3 separate regions of the Hordeum vulgare genome follow, and all the other regions are linked to region 1. The links are chromatin contacts, called in public Hi-C maps. All regions are on one chromosome and are shown on one strand. The core of a region is the stretch at or near the end of the contact, and the rest is flanking DNA. Distances in the headings are between cores, read along the strand shown.

Evidence for each region. Hi-C and Micro-C count contacts between places; a contact is called where the count stands out from the background.
Region 2: a contact with region 1 is called in a Hi-C map of seedling, with 4 times the contacts expected there. The contact joins the promoter of LOC123449233 here to the enhancer-like site in region 1. A contact is called at or near these places in 3 of 6 Hi-C or Micro-C datasets (leaf and seedling).
Region 3: a Hi-C map of seedling shows a contact between it and region 1, with 4 times the contacts expected there. The contact joins two enhancer-like sites. A contact is called at or near these places in 3 of 6 Hi-C or Micro-C datasets (leaf and seedling).

The regions. Positions count from the first base shown.
Region 1 is chr4H:517,140,363-517,143,590 of MorexV3_pseudomolecules_assembly, forward strand. No RefSeq gene overlaps it. Among protein-coding and RNA genes, the nearest start is that of LOC123449233, 220 kb to the right of the region's middle. Within about 2 kb of position 1,534, at least 3 of the 3 cell types and tissues checked have open chromatin away from gene starts, as enhancers often do. A contact at or near this core is called in leaf and seedling, where this site is marked.
Region 2 is chr4H:517,358,406-517,361,315 of MorexV3_pseudomolecules_assembly, forward strand. LOC123449233 (cytochrome P450 90B2) reads left to right here and starts at 1,340. Exons shown (of 8, transcript XM_045126374.1): 1 at 1,340-2,204; 2 at 2,336-2,669; 3 at 2,901-2,910. The coding sequence starts at 1,948.
Region 3 is chr4H:516,910,013-516,913,259 of MorexV3_pseudomolecules_assembly, forward strand. No RefSeq gene overlaps it. Among protein-coding and RNA genes, the nearest start is that of LOC123449232, 13 kb to the left of the region's middle. Within about 2 kb of position 1,254, at least 3 of the 3 cell types and tissues checked have open chromatin away from gene starts, as enhancers often do. A contact at or near this core is called in leaf and seedling, where this site is marked.

The DNA.
Region 1 (3,228 bases), core at 284-2,783:
GGAGAGGAGAAAGGAGGGGAGAGGGCAAAGGGGGGAGAGAGGGTGTGTGGGTGAAAAGCTGTCACCAGCCACGCCTAGGAGCAGCGCTGCTTTGCAAAGGGCGCTACTGCTATTGGTCTTAGTAGTGACGCTTTTCTCGAGCACCGCTAGTGCTAAGTGGGGCCTAGTAGCAGTAGCGCTAATTCCCCCCGAGCGCTACTACTATTGTACTTAGCATTAGCGTTTTTTTTCAAGGACGCGCTGCTACTACAGCTACCGTCGGTGGGCTCGTTGGGTCCCATTTAGCAGTAGCGTTTTTTACATTTCCACCGCTACCGCTAAGGCCTTAGCAGTAGCGTTTGGCAGATCCAACGCTAATCATAAGTAGCAGGAGCGCATGCTATATTCCAGCGCTACTAATAGGGTCCTAAAAAGGTTTTTCTTACTAGTGAGTGTTCACTGCACATGCATTGTTTCAAGGAAAAAAATGTTTGCAATAGATGTTTTGTTTAAAAGGAAACACTATTTGATGGAAACGCTAGAATGGGATTTTGTTGCGACTGCAATAGAGGCCCTGTTTCAAAGTAGAAGAAAAAGGGTTCGATGGGATCGTAACAAGGCTTGTATTGCAAAGCAAAGACCATAACACGACCTTGTTGTAAAGTCTAGCGTTCCCATGGAGAGATGGGAGAATTGTTGGTCACTCCATTCAACGGCTACAGATGGAGTCTTATCATATTAGGAAAACACTTGCGTTCAATCGGTGGACCGCACATGGGTGTTTGACCGCCTCCTTTGCGTGACACGTGTCCTTTCGGTATCTCTTTTTGTAAAAAAATGCAACATCGTGTGGGTTGCTAAATTGTCATCCGCAAGAACATTTATGTTAAAAAATTAAAGACAATAAAAACTTCAAATATTTTGTGTGTCGTCATTAGTGTTGCAAAATTTTCTTTTGCAACTTAAATCCATGTTGCAAACATTATGTAAAAAATTTTATGTAACATCACCTATATTACAAAAAAGTTTCTGCAATATAAAATTTGTTGCAAAAAATTCTGCAACTCTATCTTTGTTACAATGACGAGGCCGGTGTTGGAGGATGGATAGATCTAGATCTAACGGCTACCAGTTCAACGGTCATCTAAAAAGATCCGTTAGCACAAAACGCGTCCTATCACATTATCATCGTCCAGCCAACACATAGCACTGCCCCCAATTGCAAATCGGACAGAGAAAATTAACATGACAGTGAAAAAAATGATTTACCCCCAAAAAATCAGGTGACTTGCAAATAGTCGCTCCCAAATTACTTTTCTTTTAGTTGTAGAGAAATTCGCTTCCAAATTACTAATGCTTTGTTTAAGCATGCCCGACTGAAAGTGGGCTGGGCTCCATTCTTAGTACGAGTAGTACACAAGGAAATATAATCAAATCAGGTCTTATCGTTAGTTAATTGGGACTTCGTGGGATCCATTCCTTTTGAGGATAGACCAGCTGACACCCCCCACACGTGCGGGCGGGAGGACCCACGGTTATATGATTGGCTTTACGCGTGTCGTGGCGCCAGTGGGTGGAGCACCCGCACGGGTGCTTGGTCGATCGCGCCTCACCTCTCCCCGAGCCGGAGGGACGTCACTCGCCTTCGTCCGTTCACATCAACGCTGCTTTCGCTTCACTCTTGTTTCTACTAGGGCGCCGAGCCGCGATGAAAAGCTCGCAGTCGCAAACCATGTTACTATCATAGCTAGACTTGCTTATCGTTTCCGCAAGTCTCGACTGGGGTAATTCGTCCGTGCTGTAGTAGTGTTTAAAGACCTTATTTATATCAAGTTACTCAGATTACTTCCTCGTTTCCAAAATAAAAGCGTCAAGGTTAGGACAATTTTTTTGTTAGAGTTAGGGCCTGTTTGTTTCAGCAGTCTTAGGACTTTTTTTAATCTCAACTAAAAAGTTTCTAGTCCCTACCTGTTTGTTTTCATGGACTAAACAGGGATTAAAGATCATTAAATGACATGCAAAATGACAATGTTATCCCTAATAATGTAGTAGAAGTTATTAAATGGCATGCTAAAAGTAGGGGCACTGTTGGAAAATGTGTTAAAAAAGTCCCAAAAAGACTCTGCTATAGGGACTTCTTCCTTTAGTTCCAAATACCCCTTTTAGTCCCTAAAAGTCCCTCCTGTTTGTTTCACATGGGACTAAAAGGGACTTTTTTAGTCCCTGCACCAAAAAATCCCTGGAAACAAACATCCCCTTAATATAAAGTTGGGTCATTTATTTTAGAACGAAGGAAGAATCAAATAAGGCAATTTATATTATTCAACCAATGATTTTTTAATTCAATGTAAACGCAGATGCTTATATATACACATATCTTATAATTCCTATGAACACACATCGAGTGACGTAGCCATCAATCTAGCAATGTATGGCTTGTGCCATACCTAGATTTTTGTGTATACACTTATATACATATAATACATCTTTGAAGATTGAAATTAAGCTGCATATATCAAATAACCTCCATCACAACTACAATTAATTCCCGCCTTCGCTACTGCGCACACGAACATACACCCTATCCATATAAGCATCTTCGAGAGACTGGATCGATACATCATGTGTCAAGTATAACACTTAAATCCTGATGAGGAGGGTTCTACCATTTTTTTAGCCAAAACACTAGAACACTTGTTCTACGGTAATTTTCATTAATAATAAAATATGTACAAAGTGAGGACTATAAGACAATTATCTAATCCTAGTTCTAGCAAGCATGAAAATTAAATTAATGGTTCTGTTGTATCCAATTACTCACCTTGTCTGCTTTCCCTTGATTTGCTCTTATTTGTGTCACATGTAGCCCTTCTTTTGGATAGTATTTCCATGTGCCCAAAGATTGTAGTGCCCTCCTAAAGATTTTGTCATTACTAGTCATCCAAATGCTCCAACACCCCGTGATTACTAACTTTAGTGCAATATATGTTGGAAATTCATCCATAGTGAGTAAGATGTCATCGAAGATTGAAATATCTCTAAGTTTAGAGGGGGTGATAGAAAACCAACAGGACATTGCAAATTGAGAGTCCCAGAACAGATGGATGATGGTTTCCAGTGTGGAACCGGTACAAAGTGCAGAGTTATAGTCTTCTAGGTACATGCTTCTGCACTACAACATGTTTCTTGTGTTCATTCTATCATGCAGTAGAAGCGAGAAGAATATTTTTTGTCTTTGTCTCCATGCAG
Region 2 (2,910 bases), core at 90-2,589, 220 kb after region 1:
GAGAGGGTTACGGCAAAAAGTGAATGCACTTTGTGTACAAACTTGTCAATCTTTTTCGAAGTATCACGGTTTCGGACGAATACTCATTAGTTACAAAGGCATTTCATTTATAAGCTTATTTCAACTCCAGACTTTTTCAGCGTACAATATGCACCATTCGAAGCCACGTCATCAATTTTCAACCATTTCTCACTTCATTTGCTATTTTTCATGCATTTAATGATTTTTTTTAGCTAAATGATCCTCAAATAGAAAATCACTACAAATGACCTCTTAAAAGGTTGAAATTTGGCATGGTATCATCATTTCACCCATAATTGCATATTATTCAAATAAACTCTCACATAATTACTCCCACACTAAAAACCACAACTCACTATACCTATAGATCATGAAACAAGCTAAACTAGCAATGAGAGGTGAAAGCATGAAGTTGCTAACCTTTTACAACCCTTGGATAGATGGGGTGCCTCAAATCTTGACAAATGTTGACAAAAATGGAGGATGAGAGCTCGAGCTATGGGGAAAACAGAGAGGATGAGCTTGGGCTGGACGAAGGGGTTTATATAGGGACATCTTTAGTCTCGGTTGTGGATACAAACCGGGACTAAAGGTACACCTCTAGTACCGGTTGGTAATACCAACCGGGACGAAATGGGTTCGCTGACCCCCAGCCTACCACCAGCATGCCATCACCCCTTTAGTCTCGGTTTGTAATACAACCGGGACTAAAGGTCACAATTGAACGGGGACTAATCCTAGCCGTGCCTCGAGACGCTCCCTAGCCGTTGGAACCGGGACAAATGATCACATTAGTCCCGGTCAGAAACACAACCAGGACTAATGCTCAGGACGAAAGGCATGTTTTCTACTAGTGTTTGTGCAACTATAACTATTGTTATGTCCATAGATAATAAAAATAAATGCATTACCTTTACCCCTAGGGCAATTAAGTTAATAATAATCATATGACTCCAACCATCATGACGTGCTCACAACATGGATGCCATGAAATAGAACTACAATCACTTTGCATCATGGATGCCATGAAATAGAACTACAATCACTTTGCATCTCATACAACATATTGCTTTGATAAGAGCTATACTACATAATATGCGCACCCTGCAAAAACAAATTAGATGTCACAAATTACCGTGGCTGGTAGCATTTAATAAACAAATTTAATTACCTATGCAACCCTTGAGCATGATTACCCCATGTTGTTAGTAAAACATGTGGGTGTGTGAAACATGAGACTTAATTAAAACTCTTTGCCCATATACTAAACTCGGTTAAACATGTGACCCCGTGTGGACCACATCTACGATCTATTTTCCTTGTAATTTTTCTTCTTTTTCAACTGAAGTGAAACCCGAAGCATCTGCAGCGTGGCTTGGCCACACGAGTGCCACCACGTAACCGTTCAAAAACCCGGAAGGAATGGTCGCATTGCGCGAATTCCATGGTTGATTCGGCGTACGAGGGCCTGTGAGTTCGGACGGAGAGAGTAATGATTATTTGTATTTCCAAATCCGAGAGAAATGGAGTAGAGTATTATATATAGAGAGGAAAAAGGAAAGATGTGGCAGTGTCCCCACGCCCTGCGCCGCACCAAAAATTAAAATCTGGCTAAAAGAATGCCCACAACCACCTCCTCCTCCCTGTCACACACCTCAAAAACTTATATAAGAGCACCACAACAGAGAGAGGAGGGAAGGGCGAAGTGGGCGCCTTCCCAGCAAGATTTTCTTTGCACAAAGCTCGCAGAGAGAGAAATCTTTCTTTAGAGCTTAAAGCCACTCTTTAATCCGGCCTCCGTTTTATTTTCTCTCTCCCTCTCTCGCTCTCTCTCCAGGGCCATCATCGCTCACACATACACACGCCAACGCAGCGAGAGCGAGTGATCGAGAAGGGAACTGCGGGTTCTCAATCGATCAGTAGCTCATGGCCGCCATGATGGCCTCCATAACCAGCGAGCTCCTTTTCTTCCTCCCCTTCATCCTCCTGGCCCTGCTCACCTTCTACACCAGCAGCGTGGCCAAATGCCATGGCCTCCACCGGTGGAGCGGCCGGACGAAGAAGAAGCGGCCGAATCTGCCGCCCGGCGCCGCCGGCTGGCCTTTCGTCGGCGAGACCTTCGGGTACCTCCGCGCCCACCCGGCCACCTCCATCGGCCAGTTCATGAACCAGCACATCGCACGGTTGGTGTACACATATGCATACATACATACATACATACATACAGGCATGCGACCGCGAACAGGCGGACGATGGATGGAGCATTCGGGCTGACGTCGTATGATGGTATGGTATGGTATGGGTATGGATGCAGGTACGGGAAGATATACCGGTCGAGCCTGTTCGGGGAGCGGACGGTGGTGTCGGCGGACGCGGGGCTGAACCGGTACATCCTGCAGAACGAGGGGCGGCTGTTCGAGTGCAGCTACCCGCGGAGCATCGGCGGCATCCTGGGCAAATGGTCCATGCTGGTGCTCGTGGGCGACCCCCACCGCGAGATGCGCTCCATCTCCCTCAACTTCCTCAGCTCCCTCCGCCTCCGCGCCGTGCTCCTCCCGGAGGTGGAGCGCCACACCCTCCTCGTCCTCCGCGACTGGCTGCCTTCCTCCTCCTCCGCCGTCTTCTCCGCCCAGCACGAAGCCAAGAAGGTATCTCTCCGCTCTGCCACCAACGACTGTCCGATTAACACCGCGCCATGCACAGCATATACTAGCTAGCTACTTGCCGTGCACCCGGCCGCATCACAGGCACAGCTGAGGAGGCGGTGGTGGTGGCGGCGTGGTCCATGCGATGCAAGCAAGCAAGCAAGATCGTACGCCCGCCCGGCCACAGTGGGGTGGTAGCTAAGCTAACTAACGACGGATGGATGGTGCGTGCAGTTCACGTTTA
Region 3 (3,247 bases), core at 4-2,503, 230 kb before region 1:
CATATGGTTAATTTGTTACTATCAGGCTTCAGGAAAGCTGCAGGCCAGCCAGAACAGGCTGAGCTAACTGCCCAACAGATAATTCTGTCATCAAATAGTAGTAGTAATCGCACAGTGCTCTTCGGTGGTTGCCTTGTTTTTTTCTTTCTTTCGACGTGCCTGCCAATCAACAACAAGCCGACGATAAGCACTGTTGCAACTTGCAAGGGGCTTGGTGTGACTCATGAGTAGCGGAATGGGCTGGGGTCATGCAATGCAATATGCAAAGGCAAAGCCCATGCATGCATGCAGCACGCATCCTCTTTTTCTACCAGTCAAAGGCTTTTTTTCCAGCCCTCCTACGCTTAGCACTGTGCGAGCTTTCTGGTGGCAATGGCATGGCCATGCCTGTTGTAGGAGCCCCGTAATCATGCTGCACGGGCCATTGCAAAAGGAGGAAAGATATCACCCCCAAAAGAAACGGCCAAAAGTGCGGCCACGAAAGAACTGTTGCATAGTTCGAGAAATGGAACTGACTAGACTAGAACATGCACGACAGGGTTACCGAAAGTTCTTCACAACGTATCTTCTGGGAAATTGTACTAGCGCTTTCCCGTAAAGTTCATACGGCGCTCAGGCCGTGAGCCTGCGACTCACGCATGTTGTCGACGTGTTTGATGGACGCCCACCGTTTCGTCTTGCGTGCCGCTGGGACGTGTGAACTGTTCCTGATTCTTGTATACGTAGTATGCGTTGGTTGAGTATTATTTCATGTGAAGTTTCTCATTTCCCAGGGGTACCGGTGGCTCAGCTGATCGATCTGCATGGTACTATATATCATGCACGAAACCCTCATTGAAACTGTTATAGCACACATTCATGCTACCGTGTTGATAAACGTGTGTAAACAAAAGAGAAAATAAATAACTAAGCATTAGCGAAATAATGGTCCAGCCCCACCCGATCGATCGATCGCCCGCCGATGGAACAGTGAACAGCGTCGAAGAAGGAAACCCGTACCATAAGTACTAGTACTACCTCAGCTAGCATATATACCATGCTCCTACAAAAGAATTCAAATGGCAGAGAAGAGGTCGCCCCACATTAATCTGCAAACTTTTTAGTCCCGTCAGTCAGCGACCCCAGCTAGCTGCAGGCCAGCAGCTGAGAAAAAAAAATGGCGAATAAATAAGCCTCGACGCGGCGGGACAAAGAGACGTACGCGATCCATCCCGTTGGTACGGCCGTCGGGACCGTCGCCGTCGCCGTCCACATGTTAGCGTGCGATCGATCCCCTGTGCATGCACCCGACCCGACCCAAATATCCGGTCCGTGATCGACCGAGCTAAGCTACGACCACCCATGGATGGACGATCGATCGATCCATCGTCCACGCAGGCTTCTTCTTCCGAACAGTGGGCTGCAGCTGTGCGGTCTTAATGGTGGATCGCGCGGGAGATCCATGGGCACACACGCACACCCACCCACCCACACTGCGCTCGACTCCAAGGTGCAAGGCCTTCCAACCCCGGGGGGGCCCGTCCCAATGATATGCAGGACCATGAATAGTGCGTGCGTGCGCCAGCTAGGGTCGTCACTGTCACTCCCGCCCGCCCGCGAGATATGCAATCTGGTGTGCAGTGATGCGCGCATGTGTAGCTCGCCGCCAGCCGCGTCGTGGTGACCAGGCCGGCCTGACAGCGGCGGGGGAGGGCGACGTACGGCGGATGGGGCCGGGCTGCGGGCCGTACGGCGCTGGACCGTGCGCGGAGGCGGGGGTTCGCCCGTCGGGGTCGCCGTGGCTGTTGGCCCGTTCATGCATGGGGGACCGGTCGGTGTAGTTCGGGCGCGTACGCGTTCGTCCGATCGGTCGGCACGGCACGGACGGCGCTCTCCTTCCCTGGCATGTCCGGGGTCACGTGCGTCAGCGAGTGCGTGCGCGCCCGACGCCGACGCCCCGCGCGACGGCGACGCCGGTGATGCGGTGTGCCGTGCGACCGACGCATAGCGGCAGCGGGAAGAGAAGACCACTGTTTTTCCGTGGCCGCCCACCGCCACCACCTTGCCCCGCCCGTCCGTGCGCTTGATTTTGCAGCTTGGCTGCTGGGCCTGGGCTGGCCAGTCCATCGTCCAACGGTCGGTCGTTGGGTTCCATCCAGCCTTGCTCGGCTGTTGGAATCAATTGATGCTTGACAGGATTAGGATCGGGTCGTGTTTAGCTGGCTAGCTGCTGACACGACTCATGATCCCTAAGTTCTTCTTTTTCCTTTTCAGCTGGTGGTTGCTAATTACATTCACCAGATCGGACGATGCGTGTCGTCATGCATATGCATATGGGCGTGCATGCATGCATGGATGGCGGCTGGTAAAGCGTGTGCGTAAGTTGTGCATTTTAGGTGTGCTGTATCGGCTGTTGTTCTCGATACGTTATGTGGATGAATTGAAAACAACACCGGTATTAGATATGTGAAGTAAGAGCACTTTACATTATCGAGTTTGTAGGTGTGAGGGGTGGCTTTGGATGGATTAATGTATACTTTTGTTAAATCTTTATGGAATAATTAATAAGATGGCTGCACCGAAAGTTTAACTTTTTTTTTAAAAAAAAAGCATGCATGCATGGAACCGTCTCGTAGCCGTCGCGCCTGTGCCGGCTGAGAAGGGCCAAGGGTCACGTTGGCCCCACCGTTGGCCCGAGGAACAATTGCTCTACTCCTGGTTGTGGACCTTGTGGTTGTGGAACGCTGTACTACTGCGGATCTGAACTGTTCACACGAGTATACTCTGTTGAGTTCTACCCAATGCGGCGTTTGCATGACCTGCGCGCAGAGCTGTAGATCGGCATGCAAGCAACAGGCTGAGCACGTGAAGAGTCGAGCAGTCCTACTAAGCTGCGGCGGCACCAAAGAGTCGTGTATCGATTACACCGTACGATTAATCATGCGTGCGCTGTATGTATTCGTGTCTACAAAACCTGCGGCGAGATCGGCAAACAGTCGCTTGGAATGTCAGTTCGCATGTGCCGCCCGCATATACAAAATCTAATTCGCACCCTTTGCCGTAAACGAGGCTGGTTGAAGCACGGGAGAAGTACATGCAAGACTACAAAACTAAGATATATATTACTCCTTCGGTTTTTATTTACTCCTCCTATTAATTTTGACCGGAGTCAAATTTTATACAGTTTGATCAAGTTTATAAAAAACAGTGTAGACTTTTACAGTAATAAATTTATATGATCCGAAAATATATGCAATGATTCAGCGGT